Regions from separate parts of the Danio rerio genome. Here region 1 is linked to region 2. Evidence: chromatin contacts called from public Micro-C data. All regions are on one chromosome and are shown on one strand. Each heading gives the region's core, a stretch centred on a gene start, on an enhancer-like site or on the middle of the called end of the contact. The rest is flanking DNA. Distances are from core to core; before and after follow the strand shown.

What was found. Hi-C and Micro-C count contacts between places; a contact is called where the count stands out from the background.
Region 1: a Micro-C map of caudal fin shows a contact between it and region 2, with 5 times the contacts expected there. The contact joins the enhancer-like site here to the promoter of mfsd5 in region 2. A contact is called at or near these places in 2 of 18 Hi-C or Micro-C datasets (caudal fin and hematopoietic stem cells).

The regions. Positions count from the first base shown.
Region 1 is chr23:39,055,558-39,061,082 of GRCz12tu, reverse strand. rarga (retinoic acid receptor gamma a) reads right to left here. Exons shown (of 8, transcript NM_131339.2): 4 at 1,291-1,454; 5 at 609-785; 6 at 310-514. Among named protein-coding and RNA genes, the nearest start is that of rarga, 40 kb to the right of the region's middle. Within about 2 kb of position 1,407, at least 8 of the 62 cell types and tissues checked have an H3K27ac peak or open chromatin away from gene starts, as enhancers often do. A contact at or near this core is called in caudal fin, where this site is marked.
Region 2 is chr23:38,889,139-38,894,810 of GRCz12tu, reverse strand. It overlaps mfsd5 (major facilitator superfamily domain containing 5), which reads left to right and starts at 3,677. Exons shown (of 3, transcript NM_001002713.1): 1 at 3,677-3,734; 2 at 3,974-4,045; 3 at 4,153-5,672. The coding sequence starts at 4,252. It also overlaps a transcript of rarga not described here.

The DNA of each region.
Region 1 (5,525 bases), core at 158-2,657, 170 kb before region 2:
TAATATTAGTATTCCAGTACATCCATGTGCTATTTTTAGTGGTGTAGTTAAAATGAATCCTGGGCTCAATTTATGTTAAAGAGGTGTCCAAATCTGCTCCCGGGAGACCTGCAGAATTTAGCTCCAACTCTGATTAAACACAGCACCAATGAGTCATGATCTTTAGACTTACAAAAACCATCCAATCACTTGCGTTAGAGCTGAGCGCAGTCGAGCTCCTCAGAAGCAGGATTAGACACCCCTATTATAACGTACAGTTGGTTCAACTAGAGGGCAGCAGCGTTGCAACAGAATTGCATCATGCAATACCTCCACATATGAGGCAGATGGCACTAAGGAGGCCAGTCTCCGTATCATCCATCTCAAGAGGCAGAAGCTGACCAGCGAAGGCAAACACCAGGTCAGTGAGCGGTCCGAAACCTGCATTATGCATCTGAGTCCGGTTGAGGGTTAGTCCATCCGAAAAGGTCATTGTGTCCTGCTCCGGTGTGTATCGTGTACAGATTCGCAGCATCTACAAGAGGCACAGACATTTATGAGGCTATGAATTATGTAAATGTAGTGGATGCATGGTCTACATCAAAGCGAGCTTTGGAAGACACACGTACTAGAATGTCCAAGCAGGCAGATTTGAGAAGGGTGATTTGATCTGCGATGGTGAGGGTGGTGAAGCCTGGGAGGCGTTTGGCAAACTCCACAATTTTAATGATGCACTTGGTGGAAAGCTCACTGAATTTGTCCCATAGGCCCAGGTCTAGCTGAATCCTGTGGTCCGAGCTGGAGTTCTAATGAAGAGAAAATGGGAAGAGAAGGTTAATATATGCATGCATGAATATTGACTAGTCCAAAAAAAAAAAAAAAAAGATTTTCCATTCGAAAGCTTTTCATTAAACATGAGGATAAATTTTGCAGTAGGTACAAAAAAAGGTGAATTTCGATCTGTTCCTCACACTCTGGAACTTAGAATGAGAGAGATGAGTTCACATGAGTTATATTATGATAGTTTTATGAGTCTTTTTGTCATTTTGGCACCCCTGTGCTCATTTACTTTCATTACACTGAAAAAAAGAGTGAACTTCATCAAAAATACATTTTGTCTTACAGGTTTGGAACAACATGAGGTCGAGTAAATGACAGTATTTATCTTTTGGGTGCACTGTTCCTTTAAATGATGTATTCAATAATGGAAGATGTTTATCACACTACATCTGACATGGTCGGTTTACACCTCTATAAATAAATTCCACATTCCATTGCTGACAGATTTGTTCATTTGCAGAAAGCACTCACTGTGGTGTATTTTCCCAGCTGGCAGAGTGAAGGGAAGGTCTCTTGATGTGCTTTGCTCACTTTGTTGACCAGCTCCTCCAGTTCCCCACTCAGCTCATAGCTCTCTGGCGGAATGACCTCATCCTTCACGTCTTTCTTCTTCTTATTTCGATCGTTGCGCACAGCTGAAAGTCACAAAGAGAGGCTGCTCAATACTCCAACCATGAGTCAGGTTCACTCACAAACTGCCAAACTATTATCTTAGCAGTTGGATGTGCAACCAAGAGAAACATTATGAAATGATGTTCCAAAAAACAGGAGATAATTTTAGATTTAATTGCTAAACCAAAATGAAATAAATTGCTTAAAGTCCGCATGAACCGGAAGTTGCTGTGACTTTTATTTCAGTGTGTTGATGTACTTCCAGCTGAAACAGAAATTTGAGTAGGGACGGGGCTTTCTTTTGCATATCATTCCCTCATAGCAAACTAATGGTAACAGGGGCATGGTTAAGAATATTGGGGCCAAAGCAGCCTAACTGACATCATCAGAGCAGAACAACCACTACAAACGCTAATGGTCAGCCTTTGATTGAGTTTTGATTTGATTACCACAAAAATACAAAATTCAGAGGACTAACTTGCATGGATTATTTGTTCACTTAAAGCAGGGGTCATCAACCCTGATCCTGGAGAGCTTCCTTCCTGCAGATTTCAGTTGCAACCCTGAACAAACACATCTTTAATTATCAAGTGGTGCTTTAGGTCCTAATTGATGGCCTGTTTCCACTGAGTGGTACCGTACGGTACGGTACAGTTCAGTACAATTTTATGGCTGTTTCGCCTGTCAAAAGGTACCAAAACGTGAACCGTACCATACCACTTTTGGAAGGGTACCTAGCACAACAAAAAGGTACCAAAAAGCAGAGCAAGACGCACAGCTGTTAGTTTACGGAGATACGTCACTAGCTTGTGCACAAGCTAGAAGAAAGAAAAGAAAATAAGCGTCCTTTTTAAATACACAGCCGAGACATTAATAATAATATAGACATACAGTAATGAGGCATCGTCGACCCGTGCTTAAACAAACCTTGTTGTCGTCTTGATGAACTGCCACAAAGCCAAGAAGAGCAGAATCTACCCTGTGCCCCATAGTTGTTAACAAGATCGTCTAAAACACGAGTGGTTTCACTTTCTCGAGGGCACTCGCTGCGCGTCTATATTTGAAATAACGAATTCCTTTAGCTGATGATAATAACGTGCGCATGAGTATTGTAGTGCTTCTGACATTTGATCCTTTCAGAAACAGACAAAGTGAGAGTAAAGCGCGAAAAAACAAAGGAGAAGCCCGAAAAAACAAAGCAGCAAATGATTCTTTCAGCAACTTAAAACATGTACAAACCGCCAGTTTTACTGTAATTGGTAACATATCGAAGACTGTAAGGGTCTGTATGTCTTCATATATGTTGCATTTATTTATTTATATTATAAAATTGCAGATGTTACAGTAGGCTATTTTGCTCGCTCATTGTTCTGCAGTAATAATCAAATCCTGTTCATAGAAAGGTTATAATAAACATTTATACAGAAGTATATGTGTGTATAAAGCATCTGTTTTGTGGAAGTGCTTGTCATATAATATGTGAAAGACCTGTACAGCTTTACTGTAACATTTCCTTGAGCGAGAATAACGTCAAAACTTTCTGTCGTACACCAGGCCCAGCAAAAGGGTACAATTATTGGGGACATAATTGGTTCAGGTGTGTTTGTTCAGGGTTGGAGCTGAATTCTGCAGGTAGGTAGCTCTCCAGGAACAGGGTTGGTGACCCCTGACCTAAAGAATGACAATATGCACAAAAAAAACAATATAAATTTTGATTTCACACGGACTTTAATGTGCAAATTATGTGGAACTGTGTTTTAGTTTTGTGTGGCCAAAAAAAAAACATGAAAGAAAAATGTATTTCAGGTGAATCACATGAAAACATTGCCATGGTCGGTTAATCAATGAAATGGAAAAAAATGTTTCAATACAATTAAATTTGAAACAACAAAACATCAGGTTGAAACGCTGAAACGAACGTCATGAAAACATGTCCATGTCACATTTCACACACTCACTTTCTTTCGGCTTATTCCCTTCTTTATCAGGGGTCGCCACAGCAGAATGAACCGGCCATGTCACATTTCGCCCGATGAAATAAAATGAAATGAAATGAAATATTTTATATGATGTCTGTCATTGCTCATTAGTATTTTTTTATAAGACTAACATTTTTACAAGACTAACATTTTTATAAGACTAACATTTGAACATGTATTTAAATTGTAGTAAAGTTCAATAAACATGACATAAAACATGTGACACAATGGATTAATCATCATGAAAATGCCTTTAAGTGTTTGTTCACCCAAAAATAAAAGTGATGTTATTAATTACTCACCCTCATGTCGATCCAAACCACCAAGACCTTTGTTAGTCTTCAGAGCACAAATCAAGATGTTTTAGGTCAAATCTTGTCCAGAAAGGTACCAAAAAACTACCTCAAAACAGACCATTTATCTTCAGGGGTTCAATTAAAATATTATAAGGCTTAGAGAATTCTTCGCAATCTCGATTTGAAACGTTGAGATTAGCTAATCGCAAGAGGCTGTGATATGAAATATATTTGTATTGTTTATTTCCCCTGACCAGAGCAAACGCGTGACTGACATTTGTGCGCGACAGTCTCACTAGCCAATTCAGTGAACACACTTTCGTTCTGCCCAATCAAAAATGCGTAGTTGAACTATAAACAATTGCCACAAAAAAAAACAAAAAAAACACACAAACAGAAAAGCGTGGATGAGTGGGATGATGGCATCTGCCACTTCAGAAGCATTAATAGACAAATTAATATCAAAGAAAAACAGGATAATGGAAATATTGGAATATTTTCATTTCAAAGTCACAAAAGTTAAGTGTTTTAATAACTTCATGTGTATTTCATGTGCATTCACTGCTCGCGATGCAGGTATGTGCGTCTTTTGTAGTGACTGACTGTAATGCAAAGAACTATAAAAAATGATTTGTTTTCATCATCATAGAGCAGTTATATATAGATGCATTAGAATCTCAAAGCTGGTTAACGATTTAAATGCTTCTTATTGGATACTACACCATTCAATGTGACTATACGCATGACTTTACGGAGAGCTTACGACCTACTTACTACGGTTTGTTTTAAGAACATGTTAACAAATTTAGTTACAAACCAGCTAGTAGTTACAAAGCCTCTAGTGTGGACCTTACCTTCCAGTTTAAAGAAGAACAGCTGGTGCAACCCTGCCCAGGAGATAACTAATGGCATAATGCATTACCTCGCGCTGAAGACACGGTTCCTTTTAATGCAGTGACCAAAGAGGGATTAAATAAACTTATTTAAATGCAGGATTGGAGATATACACTTCCATCTCACACCTATTTTAATGGTAAAGTTGTACGTTTAACTGCCTGATATGTTGTGAAGCATCTGGGATAATTATTTTGTTTTAGACAATATAAGCTACAGAAAGGTTCTTATCAGCCATATTAGTTTGCTGAGTATTCTGTATTTTTATTATCATTATTTTTGTGCATCTAATAAGCTACACTATCTGCCTAGTTTGAGTTCAACTTGTTTACAGAAAGGTAAGGTCATTTTATTTCTGTTTACTGTTTGCTCTAGAGACAAATGAGCGTTTAATTTCTGAATATTTAAAAACAAATGTAAATAAACACTTTAAGTAATATCTTTTCACTTCCGTATTTTAACTAACTCTACATTTTATACACTACACTAACATTTTAGCAGTAAGAGGTTTTGATACAGATTAATGAGCTGAAGCTGGACTACAAAATTAAATGACAAACCTAATCGAAATATCTGTCAAACAAATCACAACTAGAAATTTTTTTCCCAAATCGCACAGCCCTAGTATAGGTCATGTGTTCATGGGCACTGTGAAGTTTTTTTTATATGTGCACAAAAGTATTCTTGTAGCTTGACTGATGGTCGGTTTTAAGGATGTTTTTTTTGATACCTTTTTAGACTTTGAATGAGTCTGGACCACTGCTCTCTATGGAGGACGAGGGAGCTCTCCTAAAATGTCTTAATTTGTGTTCTGAAGATACACGAAGACTTCAGGGGTTTGGAACAACATAAAAGTGAGTAATTATTAGTCGTCATTTTTGGGTGAAATAACTTGAAAAATAAAAAAATTAAAATAAATAAATAA
Region 2 (5,672 bases), core at 2,428-4,927:
TAGGAAAATTTATGCTGCTTTGAAAGTTCCAATGAGCACAGTGGCCTCCATCATCCATAAGTGGAAGATGTTTGGAACCACCAGAACTCTTCCTTGAGCTGGCCGGCCATCTAAGCTGAGTGATCAGAAGGGCATTAGTCAAGGAGGTGATCAATAACCTGATGGTCACTCTGTCTGAGCTCCAGTGTTCTTCTGTGGAGAGAGGAAAATCTTCCAGAAGGACAACCATCTGTGCTGCAATCCACCAATCAGGGCTGTATGGTAGAGTGGCCAGACTGAAGCCACTCCCGCTTCGAATTTTCCAAAAGGCATCTGAAGGACTCTCAGACCATGAGATTAGGGCTGTGCATTTAATCGAAAATCCGGTTTCAATTTCGATTTTGGCTAACCACTATAAAGAACCATTAATCGAGATAAACGATTATTCCATCATATACCGCCCCCTTTCCAGTTGTACACATTTGTTGCTCTGCAAAGCGCAGTTCGACGTGAAAATGACTAAAAGCATGTGCTGTACTGTAACTTTTGCAGCACGTGATGCGCATCATTCATATTATTAAAAGCGCGAAAGAGCACGTGCTGTTGTGTTAGCCGCGCTTAGCCTTGGACATGTAGTGTGTGTGTGTGTCTGTGTGTGTGTGTGTGTGTGTGTGTGTGTATCTAACGCCATCTTAATGTAAGCGCTTTAATGTTCAAATACATGCACATTTGTGTCAGAGCCCGATGTTTAGTAATTATTCATATTAACCCTCATTTGTTTAATAAACAAACATGTTGAGAATCATAAGATGTGAAAGAGAAACCATAACAGAGTCGCACTATTCTTAAAGTGACAGTGCGCAATATTCCTGCTGCTGACAGTCTATAATATTAATCAAACAACAAAAAGACATAATCACTCACTGCTATTGACTGCAGGACTTTTGTAGCTGAAGTTTTTTTTCTTACAGTGAAGATGCTTAAAGCACAGTTTAAACATAACAGATTTATTAACTCATTTCTTTTATCTTTGCTATGATGACAGTACATTATATTTTACTAGATATTTTTCAAAATGCTACTATTCAGCTTAAAGTGACATTCAAAGGCTTAATTAGTGTAATTAGGCAAGTCACTGTATAACAGTAGTTTCTTCTGCAAACAATCAAAAATATATATTGCTTAAGAGGGCTAATAATATCGAACAAAATAGGTTTTAAAATATTTAAACCTGATTTTATTCTAGCTGAAATAAAACAAATAAGCCTTTCTCCAGAAGAAAAAATATCATAGGAAATACTGTAAAAAAATTCCTCTGTTAAACATAATTTGGGAATTATTTATTTATAAAAATAAATTCACAGAGGGGAGAACAATTTTGACATCAACTAATAATCGTTTTGAATAATCGTGATTACAATTATGACCAAAATAACCACAACCCACAATCGAACAGTCCTATATAAGACACAAAACTCTCTGGTCTGATGAGACTAACATTAAAACTCTTTGGAGTAAATGCCAGGCGTTACGTTTGGAGAAAACCAGGCACTGCTCATCACCAGGCTAATACCATCCCTACAGTGAAGCATGGTGGTGGCAGCATATTGCTGTTGGGATGTTTTTCAGCAGCAGGAACTGGAAGGCTAGTCAGAATAGAGGGAAAGATGAATGCAGCAATGTACAGAGACACCCTGAATAAAAACCTGCTTCAGAGTGCTCTTGACCTCAGACTGGGGTGACGGATCATCTTCCAGCAGGACAATGACCCAAAGCACACCTCCGAAATATCAATGGAGTGGCTTCACAACAACTCAGTAAATGTCCTTGAGTGGCCCAGCCAGAGCACAGACCTAAATCCTATTGAACAACCCTGGAGAGATCTAAAAATGGCTGTACACTGTCACTTCCCATCCAACCTGATAGAGCTTGAGAGGAACTGATAAGAGGAATGGGCAAACATTTGTGCAAGACAAGTGTGCAAAGCTTGTGGCATCCTATCAAAAAGACTTGAGGCTGTAATTGCTGCCAAAGGTGCATCAACAAAGTATTGAGCTAAGGCTGTGAATACTCCTGTACATGTGATTTTTCAGGTTTTTTATTTTTCATAAATTTGCAACAATTTCAAAAAGTCTTTTGTCACATTGTCATTATGGGGTATTGTGTGGAGAATTTTGAGGAAATAAATGAATTTAATCCATTTTGGAATAAGGCTGTAACATAAAAAAATGTAGAATAGCGCTATGAATACGTTCCGAATGAACTGTATATTGAATATGTTCCAACAATCAATGCATGCTTTATGCTCTCTAAAGATAATTTAAGTGGACAAACCATTTAGCTTGTCATGTATTTCCATGCAGACTTTATGTCAGGAGCTTCAGAATCATGTAGAAATAATTGTAAGTGGCCTGAAACTGTCAGTCAAACAGAATCGACTTTTATTTAGTACACTGGCAAGATGCTGTTTATTCTTTATTGACAAGCAGATTCAGCTTATACTGAACCATGCAGCTAAACAATTGTACTTTTTATGCTCTATTTGTAGAAGCAATAATATTTTAGTGATTCATTATTGCACAGCTGTGGTGCAGTTGTTAATATGGGAGTCATCAAAAATGTGATCCGTCTAACCCAGCTAGTTAGTTAAAAACGGTGGTGTGGTGACATCGCGTGGACACTCACGGTAGTAAAATAAACGAAGTCAACACAGGATTTTGAATTTAGTGTCAGTGCACTTCTTGTTTGAGAAGTCTCTTTTCTCGGCTTCCTACACTTTTTGCGTCAGCTAACAAGATCAAGCAATGTATCAGATGTATTTTACTTTAATCTTCATTAACAACGTTCACTTAAGTTACTTGCTCCACGGTGTCATTTCATCTGAGATGTTAGTGTCCGGTAGACTAAAGATAGATGTTCAACATGTTTGGAAAAAAACGGTAATGTCAGATAATTGCTAAGGCTAATCTTATAGCCAGCAGATGTACGATGTATCGTTTAACGTTCACAATAGACAATATTTCCACACTTGTTTTTTAATGTTTTGTCAAATCAAAATCTAAATATTTTGAAAACCCTTACCTGAATTTTAGTTTTCATCAGTGACATCTCATTCTCCACATTCATTTTTATGCTAACATGGTTGCTGTCTAGTCGATATATTTCGAAAAAACTTTATTTATGAAGTTAGCAAAATATTTCCAAATGGTTGACGATGATATAAACATTAAAATAGATTATTTTAGACGTTCGGAATTTTAGTAACATTTTGTTTGGCGTTTAATCGGAATATTTAATGGCTATTGTTGTTATTTTTATTCTTGTTTGTTGCTAGATCAGATACGGTTGCGGCTGGAAGATGAATATAATTATTTATATTGTTTATTAAATTTCCCATTGATTGTATTGCATTATTGCCTTCTATCACACTGGCATTATTTTGTTCTATTATCTTGTATCTGTCGTTTAAAGCATAACAAATGAATAACAATAATAAATACATGCCCTAATTAATATTCATACTGTTAGCCAATCCCTGATAAAAAAATATTTCTAAAAAAAAACTTCTTTCCTTCTGTTGCATAGCCAATCAGCGAGCCCCACCTTGTATACGTAATTAATATTAATAAGGCAAGCGCCTTACGTTTGTTTTGCGTCATGACGCCTGAGTAACCCGGAAACACACGCGGATGTTGTAGAACATATATTGCAGGCATTTAGATGAAAAAAGCGTCTGAATTCATGGCGTAGAAAAGGTATTTAATAATCCCAAATCAGCGGACAGTTTCTAAATTCCTTAGAAAAATGTTAAGAGTACGGTAGGTGTGTTTAAGAGTTTATCCACGCATTATAATTACGAATATTTGAGGCTTAAAGTCAAGTTCCATTTAAAAATCATTAATGTTTTTAAAGCGTTATTATTAAACCCATCATTTATGGGCGCAATACATACAGTATATGAGGTGTTGATAATTACAATGTGTCTTTTTTTCAGAAGTCAAGCTGACAGTCGCTCATGATGAGTCCAGAAGTGAGTTTATCCAACTGTCATGTGTCACGTGATGGTGTATGATCACTTTTTATAAAACATTACTTTTATTTAAAATATTTTGAAATTTTTAGCCGTTATATTTTCTTATATGTAATAATTTTGCTAATTTTGTGTTTTTGCAGATGAACCATTAATTTCACTGCACCAAAAGCTGTAGGAGGATGTTGATCTAGGATTTCTTCTGATTCCTCCACTCACCTTCAGACAGATTTGTGCCCATCATGTTTGTGACGGCATACCTAGCATTTATAGTCCTAGCAGGACTGTGTGTGGCTTTAGAGATCACAGCCCGGCGTCTCACCTTATCCCAGGCCACACAGACAGCAGTCGCCAATCCGGCTTTCCAGCGTTTCCAGAAGCTCTTTCTGAAGGCGTATCTCCTGGCTCTCTGGGCAGACTGGCTACAAGGGCCTTACCTTTACAAACTATACCGACATTACAACTTCTTGGAGTCACAGATTGCCATCCTATACGTCTGCGGTCTGGCTTCTTGTGTGCTGTTTGCCCCGGTGGCCGGATGGCTGCCACAGTTTCTCGGCCGAAGACAGACGTGCCTCCTCTTCTGCTTGGCTTATTCAGTGTGTTGCATCACCAAACTCTCACAAGACTATTTTATGCTCATTCTAGGACGTGTATTAGGCGGCCTGTCCACTTCTCTGCTAACAACCACCTTTGAGGCCTGGTATGTGCACGGTCACGTTGACATTCATGACTTCCCCAAAGAATGGATCCCTGTTACGTTTGGTAAAGTCGCCAATTGGAATTATGGACTTGCAGTTGGTGCTGGACTAGTGGCGAATTTGTTCGCAGAATGGCTTGGGTTGGGACCGGTCGCTCCATTTCTGTTGGCTATCCCGAGCCTTGCTGCTTGCGCCTGGTTTGTGCTTTCCGAATGGGGTCAGGAGGACAAACAAGAAGGCATGAATGGAGACAAAAACGCCCCCCTTCTTAACTCCCTAAACACCCCCAAGTTGCAATTGTCAGCACGTGCCCGTTTCTGGCGTAGCTGTGTGGATGGCCTTCGATGCCTGCTCTCGGACCGCCGTGTTATGCTTTTAGGAGGCGTTCAGGCACTTTTTGAAAGCGTGCTGTATATTTTTGTATTCCTGTGGACTCCTGTTTTGGATCCTCATGGCCCACCTTTAGGAATCGTATTCTCCAGTTTGATGGCGGCCACCATGGCGGGCTCCACACTTTTCCGATTGGCCACATCAGCCCCGTATCGACTCCAACCCGGTCATCTGCTCTGCCTAGCCATTCTTCTAGCGTTCTTCTCCTTCTTCATGCTGACGTTCTCCACCGTGCCTGGCCAGCCCCGGCCCAGGGAATCTCTGCTCGCTTTCCTTTTGCTGGAACTGGCTTGTGGGCTTTATTTCCCAGCGGTGAGTTTCCTCCAGGGTCGTGTGGTTCCCGTGGAGCGCAGAGCTGCAGTTTTGGCTTGGTTTCGTTTGCCTCTGCACCTCCTGGCCTGTCTGGGGCTGCTGGCGCTTCACGGGGAGGTTTCAGGGTCCGGTGCGGGAGAGGCTGGCAGCGGCACCAGGCACATGTTTGCAGGCTGTGCTGGGATGATGCTGGCTGCTCTGCTCGCCGTGATCAGCCTTTTCACTGTGGGCAGGAATGATGCCGACCTGAGATTAGAGGG